Regions from separate parts of the Zea mays genome. Here region 1 is linked to region 2. Evidence: chromatin contacts called from public Hi-C data. All regions are on one chromosome and are shown on one strand. The core of a region is the stretch at or near the end of the contact, and the rest is flanking DNA. Distances in the headings are between cores, read along the strand shown.

Evidence for each region. A called contact is a pair of places that touch in the nucleus more often than the background predicts.
Region 1: a Hi-C map of endosperm shows a contact between it and region 2, with 2.7 times the contacts expected there. The contact joins the enhancer-like site here to the promoter of LOC100191564 in region 2. A contact is called at or near these places in 3 of 25 Hi-C or Micro-C datasets (ear, endosperm and tassel).

What each region holds. Positions count from the first base shown.
Region 1 is chr7:42,361,145-42,367,754 of Zm-B73-REFERENCE-NAM-5.0, reverse strand. LOC103632288 (SUPPRESSOR OF ABI3-5) reads left to right here. Exons shown (of 16, transcript XR_002263496.3): 2 at 3,151-3,279; 3 at 3,471-3,511; 4 at 3,733-4,480; 5 at 4,568-4,639; 6 at 4,725-4,817; 7 at 4,891-4,970; 8 at 5,868-6,018. Among protein-coding and RNA genes, the nearest start is that of LOC103632288, 8.6 kb to the left of the region's middle. Within about 2 kb of position 5,049, at least 1 of the 20 cell types and tissues checked has an H3K27ac peak or open chromatin away from gene starts, as enhancers often do. A contact at or near this core is called in endosperm, where this site is marked.
Region 2 is chr7:41,729,678-41,736,158 of Zm-B73-REFERENCE-NAM-5.0, reverse strand. LOC100191564 reads left to right here and starts at 2,186. Exons shown (of 16, transcript NM_001316917.1): 1 at 2,186-2,253; 2 at 2,332-2,548; 3 at 2,690-2,748; 4 at 2,875-2,931; 5 at 3,027-3,061; 6 at 3,175-3,278; 7 at 3,443-3,518; 8 at 3,738-3,796; 9 at 3,879-3,944; 10 at 4,009-4,092; 11 at 4,184-4,248; 12 at 4,366-4,448; 13 at 4,534-4,624; 14 at 4,744-4,796; 2 more. The coding sequence starts at 2,364. The coding sequence ends at 5,241. It overlaps LOC100285004, which reads left to right. Exons shown (of 3, transcript NM_001291580.2): 3 at 1,008-1,288. The coding sequence ends at 1,030. It overlaps LOC103632284 (a long non-coding RNA gene), which reads right to left and starts at 2,683. Exons shown (of 2, transcript XR_555798.4): 1 at 2,171-2,683; 2 at 1,069-1,718.

The DNA.
Region 1 (6,610 bases), core at 3,800-6,299, 630 kb before region 2:
TCTATTAGATGGTCCTGGATCACGACCACGAGCAGCACGTCGTGCACGGAAATCAGTCAACTTATCAGGGAACTTGACAAAGCAAAGCTCAGATCGATGATTGGTCTTGCCACAATGATCACAAGGCTTAAAAATATTCTTAGGTTTCTGGGCAGCAGCCAACACACTGTGAGGATTACCACCAGTAGAGGACAGAGAATTAAGACGAGTCTCTTCAGCAAGTAAATCAGACAACGCCTTAGCCATTGTAAGAGTGTCAGAACCCTGAAGTAAACGAGCACGAAGAGAATCAAACTCGGCTCGAACGCCCATAACAAATCTGTAAGTGAAGAACTTCTCAATAAACTTATGAGCTGGACACGGATCAGCAGTACAAGCTGGCACCATAGATGTCAAAGCACTCATCAGACGATCAAAGGCTGAGTAGTACTCATCAATGCTCATATCATTTTGCTCAATAACATGTGTCTGCTGCATGAGAGTGTGTAATAGAGCACCACTGTCCTGAACAAAACGCTCCTTCAAATGAGACCAGATGGCTTTAGCAGTTTTAAATTTAGACAAACTCATAATCATAGACGGTTTGACACTGTTCACCATAGCAGCCATCATTTTACCATCATTAAGCTGCCATGTTTTGATATCAGCAGCATTGCGACGATCATCCGCAAGTATGGGTGCCGCATCAGTCAAATGAAAGAGTAATCCATGTCCTCTGAGTGCAGTCTCAACACAGAAAGCCCACTCCGGATAATTTTGTCCATCAAGAGTGATGTTGACCACAATAGCATTTGTCGTCATATTGAATTCAATGAAAAACAGGAAGAACAGGAGACCGGAAACCAAGCAAACCAGAGGAACCGCAGCTGACAGCAGCCCGAGTTGGACGACTTGACGAAGGTCCTGGTCGCGAAAGCCGAGTTGGACAGTCTGCCCACAATGGCAGCCACCGGCGCAGATGGCGACGAGGCAGGGCGCAGTAGACGGCGACGTAGATCCGGATCCGCAGAAGCGTGCAGCAGGCAGACGGCAGCCGGGCGCAGCACTGGCGAGGGACAGAGCCGGGCGCAGATGGAAGACAGAGCTGGGCGCAGCACTGGCGGGCGCGGCCTGACGCAGCAGACACGGCGGACAGCGCAGGCGGGAGAAGATCCGCCCTGGTGAGATCGGATCAGGGCTGGATTTAGACGAAAACCCTAACCCTAACCTGCTTTGATACCATGTTACTAACCTTGGTTAGGCGAGATAATTGCCCCCTCGGGTACTGTAGCATATATATAGGCAGACAATAATATATGGGCCTTATGGGCCTTAACAAAGGTGAGGTAAGAAGAAACCTCGTACAATTCCACACGAACCCACATACACTAGGCTATAGGGAGAAGCAGAAAATTAACAACAACAACAACAAAAGACATCTAGACCCGTGACCATGGAGACTCAAAATAAAGATTACCGACTGAATTACTGGAGCATAATTAATTTAAGGTTGCTATTTGCTTGCTATCCAGAGAAGCTGCTAAGGCCAGTCCCAACCCAAAAACTCTGTGGTACACCCTTCCGTCCTAAACACCTTGATTGTATGAGATTTACTCAATTTACATGTATTTATCTTTTGGTCATGCCATAGTTGTTAAGGCGTCACCTAAGCGTCGCCTAGGTGGTAATGCGCCCCGGCGACGTAAGGCTTCCCGCTCGCCTTACTCACGGACCAAAGGCGAGTGCGAGAGAGGTTGCCGCCTTGCCGGCGGCTGCAGCGGCTGCGAGCAGAGAGGGAGAGAGCGGTGAGAGAGGGAGAGGCTGGTCGCTGGGAGAGGTGGCTGGGACTGGGAGGGAGTCGACTGGGAGATAGATGGAGAGGGGGGATAGAGAGGAAATGGGCTTGACCTAGTTTTAATGAGCTAGTTGGGCTGGCTGGGCTAGTCTTTTTTTTAATCTTTATATTTTTATCTTCTTTATTATTATTTTTGCGCTAAATTCTTTCTCATATAATAATACCTTTTCTATTCTAAGTATATTTAAGGCTTCACCTCGCCTTTCGCTTTACCGCTTAAAAGGTAAAAGGGGGTCAGTGCCTTACCGCCTTAACAACTATGGGTCATGCCTAACTTGAAATTGAAGTCTCAAGATATGTTTTCTATCAATCAAATTGTTACATTTACTTCTCTTGCTGATCAACTTTTTCTGGGATACATTTTAGTTATAGGTGGATCATTAGCACTAGGCTGACTACCCTTAGTCCTTATCCTTGTGTGTGGTATAAAAAAAATAATAAGCCCATAAACATCTTAATTATAACCTTTGTGGTGGGACCAGCTAGGGAGATGAACTCATGAAAACCGACATGGATAATATCATTTACCGGGGCTTCTTTTCAATGTTTTATTGTGTTTTTGGGAAAACGGAAATTGAATAAGAAAACAACTGGGCCCATTTTCAAAGTTTTATCATGCTTTTGTGAAAAAAAATGGAAACCACAAATGTGGTGATGATAATTATTTCTACCATTTTAATGATCTATCATCTTGCCCGGAAATTCTTGACGGTATTGTTACCGATTTTTGCATACCTCACACTCCCATAGTCTTTGCTATTTTAGCCTGTCAATTATGTGCGGTTTACATGTGTGTTACATTCATATGTATAGTATTGCTTAGCTGTTTGTTTACTATAGTACTATGCACTATCGATTGCTGTCTGTTATCGACATGTTGTAATACTGGTGCCAGACTTACTTTCGTCAGTACCATTTTCATTTTTGTTTGTGGAGAAGTATGGAAGCTGAAACAATTTAGGCCTCTTCTGACAGTTTTGATCCCCACCCTGCCATACACTTTCATATGTTTATGTCAGAGTAGTCGTATATATTACTATTATACATTAATCATGTAAAAGACTATTACGATGTCTGATAAATTCCGTTATGTGTAAGGTTCTTGTTGTAGTGATGCTAACATATGACTGGATTCACAAAATACTCGCATTTTATATAGCCTCGTTTTGAACTAAGTAATTTCATTGGAATATAGCCATAAGTCACCAATTGAAACATTAACAATTTTAACAAAATTTAAATTATTATTGGTGGCCATATTGGGATTTCCTTCTGGTTAGGTGCTTAACTCTATCACGCTATGTATTTCTTTACAGGCTACACAGAAAAACCTGCACCCAAAAGTTGTAAAGCTCACCAAGAACCTTGCAGGATAACACAAGTGCTGAATTTTGGAAATGGATCATGGGCGTTATGCTCCACAACATGGATGGGAGAACAACAGTGTAATTGCAGTTTTTTCCTTTACTAACTACTGAAGATGATGAATAGCAGAATTTTGGCCTTGCGGTTGGCCTGTGTATCCAGCGTTAGTTGTAAAGGAGTTCAAGAAGAGGCTGTTGCTTAAATGGATTGGATTTACCTGCCTGTTCTGTAGAATTTGTTGCTGACTCGACTTATTCTGTTGAATCTACAGGCACCAAATGGGTATGGTGTAATTAATGAGCCAGATTTTAGGTAAGCCAGCTAGTCATTATAGTGTTATGTTAACTGGGGTATTCATTATTTCTGTAATACTGTCGAATCTTTTTTCTAATTTCTCTATTAAGCCGAGATATGTTTTTAACTTTTTATTTGGTACTGGGTTAATTCTTCAACAAGTTCTCTCCTTTTGTGTGTCATGCCTTTATAGTGCTTTGCCATATTACCATATATTCCCCTATTAACTTAATTTGCAGGTCTGGTGGATCCTACAATGCTAGGAGATCTGTGGATGAAGGCTTTCCTAGAGATTCATATGGAAGGGGTGCATTCTATCATGATACACATGATAGAAATATGTATGCATCACCACCCTCTGCCGGTGGAATGTGGTCTCAGCCTCGAAGGAATCATGATGAGGACTATGCAACTGCAAGAGACCATAGAAGGCATGACACTGATTATCGCAATGATGGAAAGCATCATGAGTTTGATTCATACAGAGGAGTTGATAGACTCCATGATAATTATCGTGCTACTGACAACTATTATGAATCTGGCAGTCACCGTGATTTTGGTGCTGATAGGAGCAAAAGGATTGGAAGCAGAGAACGGGCGGAGTTTCATGGTGAGTTTGAAGACCGGTACCGCAGTTCTCACCAAAGCAGGGAGGACAGCTATGAGAGAGATCATGAATATGGTCGTTATGGTTATGATTCGGATTATGAAAGAGGCAAGAGAGATAGTAGCTGGAGAAGACGTGATTCATGTGACAGCGAACGTGAAAGGAGTGGATTAAGTCGTGAAAGAGAGGAAAGCCCGTACACGCGCCATAGCCGTTCTCGATCACATGGGCGCGATGACCGATCAAGATCACGGTCTAGATCAAGATCTCCTCGTCCGAGAAGTCATGGTCGGAACCAAAGAGATGGCCTGTATTATGATAATCGATTTGACAGAAGAAGGGAATATGATTGGGATGATAGGGGGCATGGTGATTCAGTGGTATGGACATACTGCATACATACATACATACATTTGTAGCAGTGGGTTTGGAATTTACAAACCATGAGTTTGCATTCATGTTTGCAGGCTCCATCTGCCACTGTTGTTGTCAAGGGACTGTCCCTGAAGACTAATGATGATGACCTATATAAGATTCTTGTACAAGTTCCTCTTCATCACTTGTTGCACCGGTTGAAGGTGTATTTTCTGGTTCAATTTAATCATTTTGTCTGTTCTCTTGTAGGCTCAGTGGGGACCTCTACGCAGTGTGCGTGTGATCAGGGAACGGAATTCTGGCATGTCTCGTGGATTTGCTTTTATTGACTTCCCCACTGTGGTACTAATAAAACAAGTGTTACTACTCATCCAAACTTTCGTGTACTGTTAACAAAGCTGTATCCTCTCCACAGGAAGCAGCCCGTAGAATGATGGAAGCTACAGGAGAGAATGGTCTCGAAATTGATGGCAGGAATGTGTTCTTTCAGTACAGGTATAAGTGTTTTTCTATTTAGAAATAAGTATGTTTCACTGCCATCTTATACAAAGTCCTCCATTCTATGCAATCTCTGCTAGCATGCTGGTGAATGAATGAGTATGCAGTGCATGGCTGCACTTATTTGTTTTTTTTGTTAAATTAGTGTCTTGAGGAGTTGTATTATGCTTTTGGACTTGTCCTTTTATCCTTTATAACGAAATCTGATTCTCGGTGAAAAAAATTCAAGACTCCACCAAACACTTTGATTATTTCTGCCTTTTCTGAACTAGCACAATCGTGAATCGAAAAAAATCCCCATGGTACGGGAATTATAATAAAGTCTGCTGTAAGCCGAAACAAACAGGATACTCTAATTTCTCTTTCCCCACTATAAGCCGTTTGAGTTTTGTCCTAAATCAAACTTATCTGACTTTGACCGAGTTTATAGAAAAACACACCGAAATGTACATCATCAATTTTGTTGCACTGAAGTCTCCATGAAATGGGTCTTGATATTGCATTAATTTGAACCTGTAAATGTTATTATGCTTTTTTAAAACTTGGTTAAATTTAGAGAAGTTTGACTTAGGATAAAGCCATAAAGGTAAAGTGACATATAGGTTGGAATGGAGGTGAAGTAGTTATTTTGATGACATAAGGTCACATGCGATTACATTGATGCTAATTCAATTAAAATTCATTAATAAAAAGATTAAGCATTTCTGTAAGATTTCAGTGGGGAGAAGTGGTGCTACTTCGTTTTGCTACCATATGAAGGTGCTTGTGAGTTGTGACCCTTATATGTCAACACTGGTGTTGTCTTTCTTTTATTATTGTACTAGCCTTTTTGCTTATGTGTTTATATGAAAATTCCTTCCAGTGCAGTTAATTCTACAGTCTTTATTGCAGTAGTAAACCAACCGGGGGGATGGGTGGGCCTTCTCTTGGACAAGAAAATTTTACGAGGCCTACTTATGGGCACAGGACTGCTGCTGCACCGTGTGACTGGATTTGTACTATATGCGGATGTATGAATTTTGCCCGCAGGACCTCCTGCTTTCAGGTACTTGTAAGGATGCTGTTTTACATATCATATTTCCATCGCCCATGCCCCCACCCCCACCCCCACCTGAACACCAGCTTCTGTTCAATTTCTCATCGCATCTGCTACTTTCCTGACCATCGTGGCCTGTAATTTAATTGGTGAGTGGGTTAGGCCGACTCCAGCAGTTCACCCAAAGTTTACCCATAAGCACTGTTTTGCACTGTTCTGTACTGTAGACTGTACTGTTCGCAGAGTGGAGTTTGAATATAGGTATGGGTAAGCTGCTGGAGACAGTCTTAGTGGCAGGACAAGGTGATGGATTTTGTCTACTTGTTAGTTTGTTCTACTTAGGCCTTGTTCGTTTGTGCCGGATTGGTGGGTCGGAACGATTCCTAACCGGATTGCTTCTCTAATTTATATAAACTTTGATTAGCTGGAACAATTCCGGGTGCAATCCGACACAAACGAACAAGGCCTTAAAGAACACTGCCCCATAGTGTTGTGTAATTCTCCAGTTTTCTATATGTGCATGAAAATACTACCACACTACTTGGCCTCGTTTTCCCAAGTTAATAGCTGGGTAACTAATTGATTTTGTGATTTTTCTCAA
Region 2 (6,481 bases), core at 937-3,436:
GACGACACTTTTTCCCAAGTCTTTCCTGACCATGGGCTCGAGGCGTACGGGAGGGGACCTGGGCTACTGCCGCCCTTGTTTGGACACGTGGTGGCTCTGGACCTCACCTGACCTGAGGTTCGGATGGTGTGTCTTACATGGCCGTAGTCGTTCCGAAGACTTGGTGCTGTAACCAGAGAGTGCCTACTCCTCCGGGACATTATGTTCCCTCTGGATCCCTTTGTCTGGGGATCCATCGGGTCACAAGGAGGTTCGGGTCCTATTTGTAGGATTCTAGACCTATAGTTGAGGTTGTTGATTCCTCCCTTTATGGGGCTTGATGGAGACGACGATCCAGAGCAGGAGGCGACCTGTGCTGGGCCGGCAGGCCTTGAATTTCTTAATGATGGCCCCCAAGGGCTGACCTTGACATAACAGGAGTGGGTACCCCGAATTTCTTAATGATGCCCCCCAAGGGCTGACCTTGACATAACAGGAGTGGGTACCCCGTATTCTGGGTACCGACACTTCCAAAGATATCTATGGGGCTGACATAATTGCACTACAATACAACTGAACCTAATCATCTGTGGACTTCGTTGACTCCGTAATGCAAAAAGGACATGTTCAATATCAATGATGAAAACAAGCATTTGTTCTTTTAGATATTGCAGTCTGTATTGCCTGGTGATTAAACTTCCAAGATGCATTTGTTGTTGCTATAGAAGTATGGAAAACACCATGCAATACACAGGAACAATTCTAGACACTGAAAAATTGGTAGCTGAATCGAGTGAGACCTCATGGTTGACAATTCTAGATGCATAAAACGTTAGCTGAATCGAGTGCGCATTTAGAGCTCATGGTTGACAATTCTGGCCACTTATAAGACGATGGCTGAATTTGGTGTGAAGTTTGATGTCATGCTTTATTAGACTATTAGATTGATACTTCTGAATTCGATTTCTATTTTGAATTTGACCTTTGTTCCTATGTGGGCCTCACCAAACGTTATGTTTCTTGTACAGTTGTCCAATATGAAGCGCGCTGAAGAGTGAAGACAAGGGAAAACACTGAAGATGGTTGATCTATTACTCGCCACATTACCTATGTAAACAGTCTTCTGGGGGAAATGAAAATGTCAGACTTAACGTTTGTATGTCGTGTGCCTCCTTTGAACCTGAGCTGTATAATTTGTAACGCTTGAACTGGGGACTGATTTGAGAACTGAGACACTGCAGCAATATGTTGATGGGTCCTAAGTGGCGAATCTAATGCATGCGTGTTATGCCAGCGTTATTTTTGGTTACTTGTTTGCCTCCAACGGTCCAAAAATGATGGGTGTTGAGCAGAGGTATATCTATTTATACGGCTGGAGGGTTGCTTGCGTCCATAGTTACGCCGTCGTTCATCCATTCATTCAGAAGTGATGAAAACTGTGACGGACTGACGGGGTGTGATTCGGTTGTATGCTTGTATTGCTAGATTACTTTTTTTTTGCCTGTACATTGACAACACATTTGCCGTTCATAACCAGTCACGGCGAAACTTTGGGTTCGTTCGAAATCGCATTTTAATTGCCATACCTGTTGTTTTGATTTGAGAAATCATATTTTAATCGCAGGAGGCAAGCAGACCAAATCACCGCATGCAGGGCGCCCACAACAAGCTGTCGTCCACAACAAGCTGTCGCCCGTGTGTCACGGCTTTTAATTGAGCGATTCCCGCGCACCTCTCCCCTGCCATGGATGCAAGAGGATCTCAAACAGATTAGCTCATTCAATGCTAAAAAGTGCCCCCGCCCCCTGCATTTTAAATTATATTATTTGGTATACACTACATAACGAAGCATAATTATAAGACGTCTTGATTTGTATGCATTATTTTTGCATATCCAAATACATAAAATCTAGGCATACAGAAGAAAAAAAAGCAAAACGTCTTATAAATACGAAATAGATTGAGTACACAAAGAAACATAGTTGATATAACAGATTACTCATCGTGTCTCCTATTCTATCTCTAGTCTGCTATCTAAAAGTTCGAATTATATTGGTAATCTGTTAGGGAAGAAGAAGAAGGAAAAAGATATTATCAATAAATGAAGATCATCGGTAAACGAAGGCCATCAATTGTAAAAATTCTGTTGGTGAGTTGGAGATGGTTAATGCACCGGAAACTGAAAGCTTACGGCTACGTCCGACACCCCGGGCCCGTCACGCGTCAGACAAGCTGGAGTACCGCTGCCGCACAGACTGCAGCGCGTGCGCACTGGTACGCCCCCTTCTCCTCTTCTCCAGCGCACGCATATATACGGATACCGGCATGGTGACAAGCCCACAGAGTACGCAGGCAGGACGCGACGCAGCGCCGAAGCAACAAGGATGGCGCCCGAGATTCAGAGCCTGTGTCCGAGTACGACGGCCGCGCTCCTCCTGCTGGCCGCCTGCCTCGCCGCCGCGGTGGCAGCGCTCGACGCTGCGGACTACGCCAGGCCGCCGCTGCCTGCAGGCGGAGGCGGCCGGCGCGTCCTCTTCGCCAACGGGCTCGGGCTGACGCCGCAGATGGGGTGAGTGAGGAACGAAACCAGCACTCCGGATTCAGATGCATGCGCATGCGTGGCTTCCGCCGCTCCCCGGCTGTCTTGTCTGAGCCTTCCTTTCCGTGGGGTTTTCTTCTTCTCTTGTTGCGTTCTGTCGCCGCTTCGCAGGTGGAACAGCTGGAACCATTTCCAGTGCGACATCAACGAGGCGGTCGTCCGGAGCACCGGTCAGAGACCAGTACCCTCCAGCTCCTATCTGAAAAATCACCAGCGCCATTGTTGGTTTTTTTCTTTCTGATGATGATATGGCTATTGATTGATTCGCTGTCAACCTGCTTTGGGAACCCCCGCAGCTGATGCGCTCGTCGCCATCGGACTTGCAAAGGCTGGCTACACGTATGTCAACTTAGGTATCGCATCCTATCTCTATCTCTATTTCTCTATGGCTGCATCGGTTCAGTTGTCCAGTGTTACTGAAAGATGGCATCATTATTGGCTATTGCAGATGACTGCTGGGCGGATTCCGAGAGAACCAAAGAGGTAGTACGTACGAGTGCTGCTACGTGACCTTGTCGTCAGTTACTTTCAGTTAAATTCTTGCACTGCTGAAGCACGTGTTTGTTTAAGAGGAATGCTAATCGACTTGCTGACAGGGATACATGGTCGCTAACCCCAAGACATTCCCATCCGGAATCAAGGCCCTGGCAGATTACGTTCACAGCAAGGGGCTTAAGCTTGGCATCTACTCTTCCGCTGGGTACGTTCTCTCTCCCCCTCTCTTCTCCTTCAAACAAGTTCCGATTTTTTTGAAATCGCTCACAAGTGGGAATGAATTCACCCATAATACCAAAGTTTCCGCTACAAGGAATAGGATAAGTGTATCTGTTGAACTGAAACCGGACTTCTTTCCTTAAATTGCAGGACAAGAACTTGCAGCAACAGGATGCCTGGATCTCTGGGCTACGAGGAGAGGGATGCTAAGATGTTTGCGTCATGGGTACATACTAGATACTACACATGTTGAAACATCTGACAGTTCTTAGACTTTTTTCAGACATCCTCAGACTAGACCTTGTCGGTTTCAGTTCACAAGTAGAATTAGTCTACTGCTTCTTTTTATTATCAAGAACAAACAAACAATCAAACAAAAAAGAAGAAGAACTTTACCTTAGTTATTTAAAACTGTTTCTTCACTGGGCACCTGGCCTGTCTGCAGGGCGTTGACTACCTGAAGTATGACAACTGCTACAGAGACGGCACGCCTGAAACCGTGAGGTGCGGTTTCTGTTCACCTGCACATTCAGTTCGTGTAGCATTTCTTCTTGTTTCCATGTACCAGCCGTCGATTGTGATGCAGGTTTGGGCGCATGTCCCGAGCGCTGGTGAACTCTGGCCGCCCAATCTTCTACTCGCTTTGCGAATGGTACGGCATGCACGCATCCCTTCCTCCTTGTTCGTCTGACGCTGACGGTGACAAACTTGGTCAGGGGCTTCATGGAAGTTCCCAAATGGGGCGGCATGTACGGCAACAGCTGGAGGACCACCGGCGACATCAACGACACATGGTCAGGGTAAGTGATAGGTTCCCCGACTTTTTTTTTTCCCATGGCCCGCCCATATACACGTTGCTAACCGACTGGGTGTGTGTGGTTCTTGCGATAGCATGCTGGACAACATCGACCTGAACGACGCCTACGCCCGGTACGCCAAGCCCGGCGGCTGGAACGGTCAATTCCTTCGTCCACGTCTCCTCGTCATCCTCATCCTCTCTGCCGCTATAGCTTATTATGCCGCTTCCTGGACGGACCTGAACGATGGCCTGCTTTGCTTCTCTGCCGCAGCAGACCCTGACATGCTGGAGGTCGGGAACGGAGGCATGGCGTACAACGAGTACGTCGTGCACTTCAGCCTCTGGGCCATCGCCAAGGTGCGCGCGCGTGAATCATTTCCTTTCCGGGCTATGCTCACAGCTACCGATGAGAGTTATTATTGGCGCCAATCTTTTTTGACAGGCTCCCCTGGTCATCGGCTGCGACGTGACGAGAGTCTCCAATGAGACGCTCGGAATCCTCTCCAACGCGGAGGTCATCGCGATCAGCCAAGGTCACCACAACCACAATGCATCTTCGTCCTTCTCACCAGCGAAACCTTTCGCATCAGTTCTTGACTCTTGTAGTCTTCGTGTGTGTGCCAATTATATTGCTTGCTTGTGTCCGACGCAGATCGGCTGGGTGTCCAAGGACAGAAAGTGAGCAAGTACGGCAACGATCTCGAGGTACAGAGATACTATATCTTACAGCTACCAAACCGATCGCCCATCGCAAGCAGCACGCGTCTCGCTCGGGAACGAATTAATCCTGGTCGATCCCATGGCGCGTTTGGTCAATTGCAGGTATGGGCAGGGCAGCTCTCGGGGCACAGGAAGGCGGTGCTGCTGCTCAACCGGGGGGCCACGCGCTCCGCGTCCATCACCGCGGCATGGCCGGACGTGGGCATCCGCCGCGGCGTGGCCGTGGAGGCGAGGGACGTCTGGAAGGTACGTGAAAAGTGAATAAGCGCCGAGCTCGCTTGCCTATGCAATGGCTCAAATTCATGCAAGCTTGTGCTTCTTGGTTCATCTGCAGCACGAGACGCTACCGGGCTGGTTCACCGGCAGCCTCACGGCGGTGGTCGGGCCGCACTCGTGCAAGCTCTTCGTCCTCACGCCCGTTCCTAGCTGACGGCGCCGCTGGAGATCTGTCCATCCAATATCTGCCCGTGGATCCAGCTAGAGTTATTAATTGTATGATTTCAGATACTGTAACTGCCTTGTGACTGCTCCGACAACAAGAGCTCATCACCATCTGTCTAATGATTTGACATGGTGCAACGCTCAGTTTGGCCTAGATTTGAGATCCGAACGTGGCGAATAAAATAATAAAATGACGTCTCCTGACTTCTTTTAGCAGTTTAGTAATTAATAGTAAGGCTTCGTTTAGGCATACTGGTTCACTTATACTGTAAAAACGCCATCTCTTCGTTCTTAAGTGAAAGTAACGTGTAAACTTCGCTTAGAAATCTTATTTCGCTTGTCTTCGTAAATAGCATATATCGTTTCTTCACTTTTTAGCGACACATATTCTTTATCTAAAAAATTGATTTACCTATTTTAAAAAAGCTGCCCTCTTACTTTTTTTTGGTGAAGGCAAGACATAGATTCCACTTAAAAACCACGGTTCTCTTATTGTAAAAATGTTGTCCTCTCACTATTGAGCGAAGATAACGCGTAAGCTTTGCTAGAGACCTTGGTTCAGTTATTGTGAAAACGTAGTTTCTCACTTTTTAGCGGCGACCAGCAGCTCTACTATCGCATTCCTTATCATATCTTCTATTTTAAACTTTACTCTACGAATAGTGCACTTACTGAGAAAACGTCACCCCTCCCCCCAGTTTTTAGCGAATGCAACGCGTAAGCTTCGCTTAGAAGCCTCAGTTTAGGATAAAACATTAAGTTTGAACAAGGGTGATGCATGATGAGGATTGAATGAAAGACACATGATTCAAATATAGAAAACATTGTTATGTATTGCTCTTTACTTTTATTAAATAAAGATTTATACAAGTATCTTGAGCTTCATAAGATTACAATAGAGGGAGGGAAGAAGGTACAACTTTGTATGAAAAGCGGTGCATCCGGCTCCGATCAAGAGAAAAATCCCTGAAAAATGTATGACACTGTTCATCTATTTATAATCACTAAGTACAGATTTAGCGAATTTACAACCATGCCCTAGAACCTATATAAAAGGGAAATGGGGTTAACCATTTCCTATAATTAATTTTGGTGGTTGACGACCAACACAAACACATGGACTAACTAGTTTTGTCTAGAATTCATCTATTACAGGTGCATAAGGTTCAACACAAACCAAGAAAGAAATCAAGTTAGGGACACAATTAAAAATGGAGCAAGACTTAGAG